Regions from separate parts of the Sus scrofa genome. Here region 1 is linked to region 2. The links are chromatin contacts, called in public Hi-C maps. All regions are on one chromosome and are shown on one strand. The core of a region is the stretch at or near the end of the contact, and the rest is flanking DNA. Distances in the headings are between cores, read along the strand shown. Region 1 overlaps AATF (protein AATF). Region 2 holds the start of DHRS11 (dehydrogenase/reductase 11).

Region 1 (3,830 bases), core at 627-3,126, 440 kb before region 2:
TTCCTCCGACTGCACGGAGGGGAGGCTGACACTGAGTTACATTTGTAGCCCTATCAGGACTGCGGCCCGACTGCCCAGGGCTGGGGGCGGCCGAGGATGACGCTTCCCTCAGCTCCAGCTTAACGGCTACTTTTTAGGGGGTCAAAACACACAGAATTAATGAACGCGTTTGTCTTCGACCCACAGAGTTTCAGCAAAGCATGCGTTACTTCCAGTGAAAAGCTGGAGGACTGACTTTACCAAAAGCCCCACTAACACTGGCAGGACACGAAGGTCCCTTCGGGGCCCTCGGAGCAGGTGCTGTCGGCCCCCCCCCACGCGCCCCAGGTGCAACCACCTCGAATTGTTTGGGCTCCACCCTCTTGGTCTTTCCCATCTTCCTTCCACATCCCCCTCCCCGCCCCCGGCTTCTGCTCTCGGCCCTCCTCCCTCCTCTTCTCTCGGGACGCCTCCCCTGGCCAACTCCTCCTGGCCCCAGGTCTGCCCATCTCCTCGGTGGGAAGGACGCCCGCACCCTCGCCCAGGCGGAGCCTCCAAGCCAATAAACTGACCCCCACCAGGCCCTGTAAAGCTGTTCACCTAAACTACCTTTGTTAATGGCAGCAAATTCTCTGTCATTCAGGCCCCACACCTACCTGTTTAATGGCAGGAAGCTACAGGTATCAGTACCACACTGTCTGATTAAAATATAAAATCACCCTGAGATCGGGCTCTTGTCTGGACAGATTACTTACATTAATTGATAAATGCCAATTGATGCCCTACACCTGTCAATTTCTTTATTTTTAAAGGTTTCCTTCAAAGCCCTTCCCCCTCCCCTCTGTAAATCAGAGAGAAACGGGGGGGGGGGGGCACGGGGCAGGGGGCGGGGGGAATGGAGTTTTATCCAGACACCTGCTAGGCACCTTCCCAGGAGCAGTGACCAGGGGCCCTCGGCTTCCAGATGTCTGCAACTGGGCACCTCCCCAGCCACCCGCCTCAGTTCACCAACCAGACAGTGAAGTCAGAGGTCCCTGACGTCCACCAGTTACAGGACTGGTTTTTAAAAGCCTGACTGCTAAGTGCAGAATGAGTGGTTTGCATTTCTGCCCCTGGAAGCTGGTGAGTCTGTTTTGTTGCAGGGCTGCGCCTCCCCTGCAGGATGGAGAGGTGGACGAGGAGGCCGAGTGCTGCCAAGTGCGTGGTGGAGAAAATGTGTATTGATTTCTTCTTTCTTATAAGGGAGCACAAAGCATTGAAGAACAATTGCTCCTCTTTGCAGCATTTCACATTCCACACCAGACAAAAGGCCCAACCCCCACCAGCCTCCAGAAGCAGAAAGGGGAAGGGGCCAGGAGTAGCTTCTACGTGTCAGGGCCGCCCACTGCGGGACGCCCAGCACCCCGGGGCCTCCCCTGCCCCTGACCAAGTAATTTCCCTCTCTGGGCCAATGTTTCCTCATCTATATTGGAGAAGAAAGAGCCTTCAGTCTTATTTACCTTTTAAGTGGAGGTGCCCAGAGGGTAGAAGAGCTAATGTTTATAAAGCGGCCTGCTCCCCAGAGGGAGACAGAGGATAAACACACAGGGTGTGGGGATGGCTCTGCAGGACTCGCTTCCAGGGCCGTCACTAACAGCTTTTCCCCTTACGAGTGCCCGACTCCCCGAAGTACAATGAGGCGATGCCCTTTATCTCCACACCCCTTTTTGGTTTGACACTTGATACCAACACGAGAAACAACAAAGGTAACCAGGGACTACGATGCCTTGTTAATGCACAGGCAGGAGCCATTCCAGAACTGCTTTCTTAAACCAAACCCTGAAAGCAGTCCAAAGAAACTGACCTAAAACTAGAACTGCTCATCACAGAGCCCTGTCCAAATACTCCACGTTTCCACAGTAACCAGTACTGAGCAGAAGGGCCGCTGGAAACCATAGCCAGTAGGGTTACTGGGCAGGAGAGAACCTACAGTAGCACCAAGTTTGCCACATACACACTTTGGAAATGGTGGAAATACAAGAGTGTTCTTGAAAGAGCCTGTCCCAGGGTTCATCCTAAGTAAAAAGACCTCAGAAATCCTCTAGGTAAAGGACTAGGAACGAGAAGGCCCAAAGCTGGACTCTGTCTCTGCGGCTTTGCCTGTGTGGCTGAGAGTGAAGAATGGAACACGGAGCTGGCCCATCAGGCGGTACAACGTCCCTGCGTGGAGACAGGGTCCCCAGAGAATGGGGGCAAAAGCCGGTGGGGAAACGGCTGCATACGAAGTGCTGTGGGGACAGAGCGAAGTGTAGACGGTCCTCGGCTCACCATGGCTCAAAAGTTTTCGACTTTATGACAGTACAAAAGCAATGCGCACTTAGGAGAAACTGGACTTAGAATTATGAACTGTGACCTCTCCCTGGGCTGGCGAGGTGCCCGAGATCCTCACCACTGACACGGGGCAGCTCCCAGGCAGCCAGGTGACCTCGGAGCAGGCGGGCAAGAGACACACGGACAACCCTTCTGTGGCTCACTTTCAGGATAGTATCCAATCAACGACATGCGACACTCAACACTTGATTATGCAACAGGCTTTGTGCTGGCTGCAGTTCTGCCTAACTCTTCTGAGCAGTTTAAGGTGGGCTGGGTTCAGCCGGGATGGCAGAAGGCTAGGTGTATGAAATGCATTTTCAACCTGTGATATTTTCAACTTACGGTGGGTTTATAGAGCTGTAACCCACTGTAAGTCCATGAAAACCTGTGAATTAAAGGAGTTAGATGACTTGCAGAGGTTTTTGTAAAAGGCAAGAAGGCTTTGGAAAAGGACTGTTTTCAAAAATAATCTTACTAGCAAATTCTTATTAAGTAACAGACTCATGAGCTGAAGGCCTTTAAAGGCATTTCAGACAGAAGACCTACAGCCAGCTCTTCTCAGGTCTGCACAGAAACGGGGACGTCTGTGTTGCAGACCAGACAATGTCATAATATGTACGCATGTGAAAACCGAAGTTTTGTTTAATCAATTATCTGTAAAGATATCATTAAAACAGTCCAACTCAGAAATAAAAAATTACAAAGAACATTCCATTCTCAAGACTCTAATGAGCAGTCTGATGGAAGGACTATCTATTTTCGCTTTATAAAGAAGAGAGAGGATTTCTTCGCGGTCACACTGCCTGGGGGCTGGGGAAGAACAGGTGAGGATCTGGAGTCCGTTCTCTAGCTTAGAAGAGGCTGACATCAACCAGGAAACTCCTTGATTCTTTTATTCTTTTGACCGCACCCATGGCACGTGAAGTTCCCAGGCCAGGGATCGAATTCTGCATTGACAATGCTGGATCCTGAACCCACTGCACGTAAGAAAATTCCAGAAAAGACTTTAAATAAATTATTTTGCAAATGATACCTGTGCTACAAAAATGCAATATAATAAGGAAGGCAAGATACAACTGGAACCAAAATATATTATTCCACATGTATGAACACAAAACCTCAATAATACCAAATACAGGATTATAGTAAACATACACAATCTACTCTGACTTATAAATTAAGCATTCTTAGCAAAAAAAAAAAAAAAAACCCTAGTAAGTATGTTGGTGATCGGTAATAAGTACTTTTAGAGAGGAACAAATAAAGCAGGGATGAAAGAGCCTACTCGGTGGGGGATGGGGAACCATCAGAGTCTCCCTGGAAAGGCTGGTATGAACCAAGGACTAGGAACCCCAAGACAGGAAAGCACTGGAGTGTGTAGGAGAGGTGGGGTGGGGAGGGAGGGGGAGATGGGATAGGGGAGGTGGGGTAAGGGAGATAAGGTGGGAGGGGCAGGGGCAAGAGACACTAGCGGGAGGAGCAGGGAGTGTGTCCCAGGA
Region 2 (4,035 bases), core at 70-2,569:
AAAGTGTACCTTTGGTCAGCAGCAGGGGAGGGGACAGTCCTCCTTCCTGTACACCTTCCCACTCTCCCCCCACCCAGGCCTCTCCCTGCCCAGGGACTTTGAGCAAAGGTGGCGATGAAGCTAAGCCCCAGCCCACACCCTGAGAGGAGGTCTTGCCAAGGGCAAATCCAAAGTGATCCTCCGATGGAGATTTCTCGCCTTCTTCTTCTCTGCTTTGTTTCATTTTGGTCTGAACTCTTATTGCTCACAACTCTTGGGGCTCCCAACCCGTGTTAAGAGGAAAACCACAAGTTTCAGTTCCACATTGCTTTATCCCCTCTGAACTCACATGTTCAGTGCCCTATTTCACCTATTCAGTCCTATCTAGGACAGTGAAATTGAAGAAGGGTCTACCTAAGGATATCCCATTCATTCCTAATGTGCATTGGGTAGGGGTTAACCTTCACATTTGGGGGAGGGGGGGAAGGGGCAGGGGGCTGAGCCTCTTCAGAAAAGCTCCACTCCTTCCTCAGTCCTAGGTGAAAAATGAATAAGATCAAAAAAACCTCTAACTTCTGCTCATCTGGCTGGCTAGCCACCTGGCTTGGCTTTGTGGACTAGATCTGAAGCGCAGAGGAAGCAATCCAGGAGCCAACTTAGCCACTAAGGCCAGAAAGCTTTCTTTGCTTCTCCCTGGCTGCCTAGCTAGCCTCTGACCTCTGGTTTCTTTCTTCAGCCAACCTCCGCAGGCAGGTAGAGGAGAAGGAAAAAGATGGCAGGGAGTCAGAGATTTGTTATACCGAGTAGAGGCTGTCAGGAGAAAAGGTTCCTTAAAAGAGGGGACTTTAAAAAGCGAAGATGGAGTCCTGCCGCGAGAGATCCAAAAAGCCTCCCCTATTAGGCATCATCCATTTCGCCAGCTTCTGAGCCCGCTGCAAGTGGCCCTGAGGTGGCCGGCAAGTGAAGGCAGCATGACAGTCTAGCTCCGGCCACTCCCCACCCCCGACCTGGACCCTGGCCCAGCGGAAAAGACGCTGGGCCCAGAGGGCGACTCGCTCCCCATCTGGGGCTTACCTCGATGTTGCCCACGGTGCGGGCACAACCCACCACCTTCAGTCCGTGCTGGACCAGGGCCCGGGCCACGGCCGCGCCGATGCCCCCCGAGGCTCCTGTCACCAGTGCCAGTCGGCCACGCCACCGCTCCATGCCAGCCCAGGTCAGGGTCCCGAGCCGCCCTCCCACCTCGCTCGGGGAGCTGGGCACTTGGATCGCGGAGCTCCGCCCCACGTCACTGGGGCCCGGCCGCTCTCTGGTCACCAACGCGGAACCCGCCGCCAGCCTGGTCCCGTCGTAGCTCCGCCGGGAGCTGCTGCCACTCCCACTGGCCTCCGCCCCCGGCTCCACCCTCCGACCCTCGGCAATCGGCCACATCCCGCCCGTAGAACGACCGCCGCCTGGCCGCCCCACCCCTGAACCAGCCGCGCGGGCGCAGCCCCGCCCCTTCCTGCCCCGCCCCTTCCAGGAAACCGCTTCCCGCAGGCGGGGCGGGGCCTGGCCTGAGGGGCGTGGAAATTTGCAGTCCGGCTAGTCTGGTGACCTCTCTCACCCTTTGCGGTAGGGTGATGAGGTTTACCGAGGATTGCACCAGGCCCTAGAACGCACGTACTCTTGCTTCCTGCTCTGTTTTCCCAGTTCCTGACCTCTAAAACCAAGAAGAGAAATTAAGGGCAAATAAAATGACTCCAACACCCACCTAAACCAGCCGGTGGCTAATAGGAAGGATTTAGCCCAGAAAAGGCTGTATCTCACCTATCAACGCTGAGTGACCTTGGGAGAGACTTCCAACCCTATCTGATCCCTCGGCCCTTACTAAACAAGGAAAACTTGCTGAAAAATGCAAACACAATGGATTAGCAATGAGATCCTGCTGTGTAGCACTGGGAACTATGTCCAGTCACTTATGAGGGAGTATGATAATGTGCGAAAATAGAATGTATACATGTATGTGTAACTGGGTCACCATGCTGTACAGTAGAAAAAAAAATTATATTGGGGAGATAACTAAAAAATAATAAAATTAAAAAAAAAAAAAGGAAACACCCCCAAGTACACATGTACTGAGGGAACTGTATCCCTAAGAGCCCAGTCTCCAACTTCCCTAAGCCCTCCCACTCCCAGTGGAGCAAATACATCTCCAAGTGTAGCAAAGATTAAAGCGATAGCTAACATTTATTCAGAGCTTACCGTGTGACAGGCACTTTTAAGCACTTTAAATATATTAATATGCACAAAACCACATGAGATAGTACCTATTAACCTCTTCATTTTGCAAAATAACTACCGAGTCAGAGTTGAAACCTAGCTTGGACAGCAACCAGACCAGTATCAGGCCAGGGGGTGTGCTTCTAAACTGCCTTTACTCAGTTTTCCCTTTTGTCTCTTAAGTTGTTGGTTCTGTTCAAAGTAGAACCGCTAAGGATATTCCATCAAAGCACTGAAAACTGCCTCACTTCTGCATTCTTCATATAGCCATCCTTCCAAAGAGAAAACTTCTCTGCTGAATAAGCAGTCATCGTGGCTGGTTTATTCATTCAACAAGCACTCCTGTGTTTGGTTGTAAGCACAAAGACCGAAGCAAAACAAAACCAACCCTTGCTTAATTTAGGGATCTCTAACTGCAACAGAACGTGGAGAGGGGATCGGGCTCAGAGCCAAGGGTGGTGGGAGACCCTTGCTCATTTTCTATGGATTTCAGGATGGAAGCAAACAAGGGTCAGAAAGAAATGACTCATTTTATCTCTGCCTCAATCCCTATACATTTTGATTTGAACAGACAACTCAGGAGGTGGATCCAAAAAAATGCCACTGACTACAAAAATTAAATCTCACTAAGCTTCTGACCACATGAAATCTGATTAAGTGGTACAAAGTCCATAAAATTCATTCCATCCCCACTGCACAGAGCTATCGACTGTCCTGCTGCTTGTTTGCTGCCCACCAAGTATTATCAACACACAGACATAAAGCTCTAACTTAAGCACATGTGTTTACTGAACTACTGACTCAACCTTTTAAATGGCAGCCAAATGCTACTCCTAAGAGACTCTCTCCTTCAGTACTCGGACAGCTTGTGAAAGCAGTAAACTGTAATGCCAGAGTGACTTTATTGTTGGAAACGAGATAAGGAACAGGCACTTACATGGCCCACAGTGTGGTGAGCTCTCAGTGCAGCCTTCTGCTCCCAGTTCTCTACACGCTGAGTAATTACTTATCAGGGAATCCTTGACTCTGCCAAGTTTTATTTTCATTCTTCTAGTTCAATATGAACCTCTGAATTTAAGGTGCTTTGTGTTAAGTATCAGGGAACTTTTAATAATAGCAATTATAAGTCTCATGAGGAAGTAAGATGCTAGCCAGGATTTAAAGGTATTGCAGCAAATTTTTTCTTTCAAACACCTGGAAACTGCTTCTCTTGGTTGTCAACTCTGATTAAGGGAAGAATTTTGTCTTCAATAAGCTGTACCTCTCTCTCTTCATTGGCTCTTCACCCTCTCTAACACTGACATTGGCCAGCACCAGGACCACAGGTGGCAAATTAAAATACTGCCACACATTAAGCAGAAACATGTACACCAAATTTTACTATGCATATTAATAAATATTCTTTATTTTAAATTTTGCACATTGCGCTTTAACATTACATCCAAACATTTCGCAAGTGGATGTCTACTTTGTAAAACCATATATTCAGCTCATTGTCATTTCTGTACAGAAGTATAAGTACAACATTACTTTTTGCCACTAAGTTGCTTTTTAGCAAGTCTCACAGGAAGAGAAACATTTAATGAAAAGAGATGGCTTAAATCATACGGCAGGCCTGCGCAGCCACACAACTAAAGACACAAGCCTGAAGAAAGAACAAACTAATGAGGTTACCTCCACCGTCTCCCCAAACAAGAAAGAATCACATTGATTTAAGATAAAATTTTGCCATAAGTCACTAAATTAAGAGTTTTTTTTTTGAAAGAGAAGGCGCAGTAGTCATCTTGAGTGTTT

Evidence for each region. Hi-C and Micro-C count contacts between places; a contact is called where the count stands out from the background.
Region 1: a contact with region 2 is called in a Hi-C map of liver, with 4 times the contacts expected there. The contact joins the enhancer-like site here to the promoter of DHRS11 in region 2. A contact is called at or near these places in 3 of 5 promoter capture datasets (fetal liver, fetal skeletal muscle and liver), 25 of 47 Hi-C or Micro-C datasets (adipose tissue, alveolar macrophages, blood and 13 more) and 2 of 2 datasets of contacts at active chromatin or transcription factors (alveolar macrophages and skeletal muscle).

What each region holds. Positions count from the first base shown.
Region 1 is chr12:38,551,332-38,555,161 of Sscrofa11.1, reverse strand. All of the region lies in intron 11 of AATF (protein AATF), which reads right to left. Among named protein-coding and RNA genes, the nearest start is that of AATF, 91 kb to the right of the region's middle. Within about 2 kb of position 1,876, at least 6 of the 83 cell types and tissues checked have an H3K27ac peak or open chromatin away from gene starts, as enhancers often do. A contact at or near this core is called in fetal liver and liver, where this site is marked.
Region 2 is chr12:38,111,301-38,115,335 of Sscrofa11.1, reverse strand. It overlaps DHRS11 (dehydrogenase/reductase 11), which reads right to left and starts at 1,319. Exons shown (of 7, transcript NM_001244532.1): 1 at 1,054-1,319. The coding sequence starts at 1,185. GGNBP2 (gametogenetin-binding protein 2) reads right to left here. Exons shown (of 13, transcript XM_005669028.3): 13 at 3,617-4,035.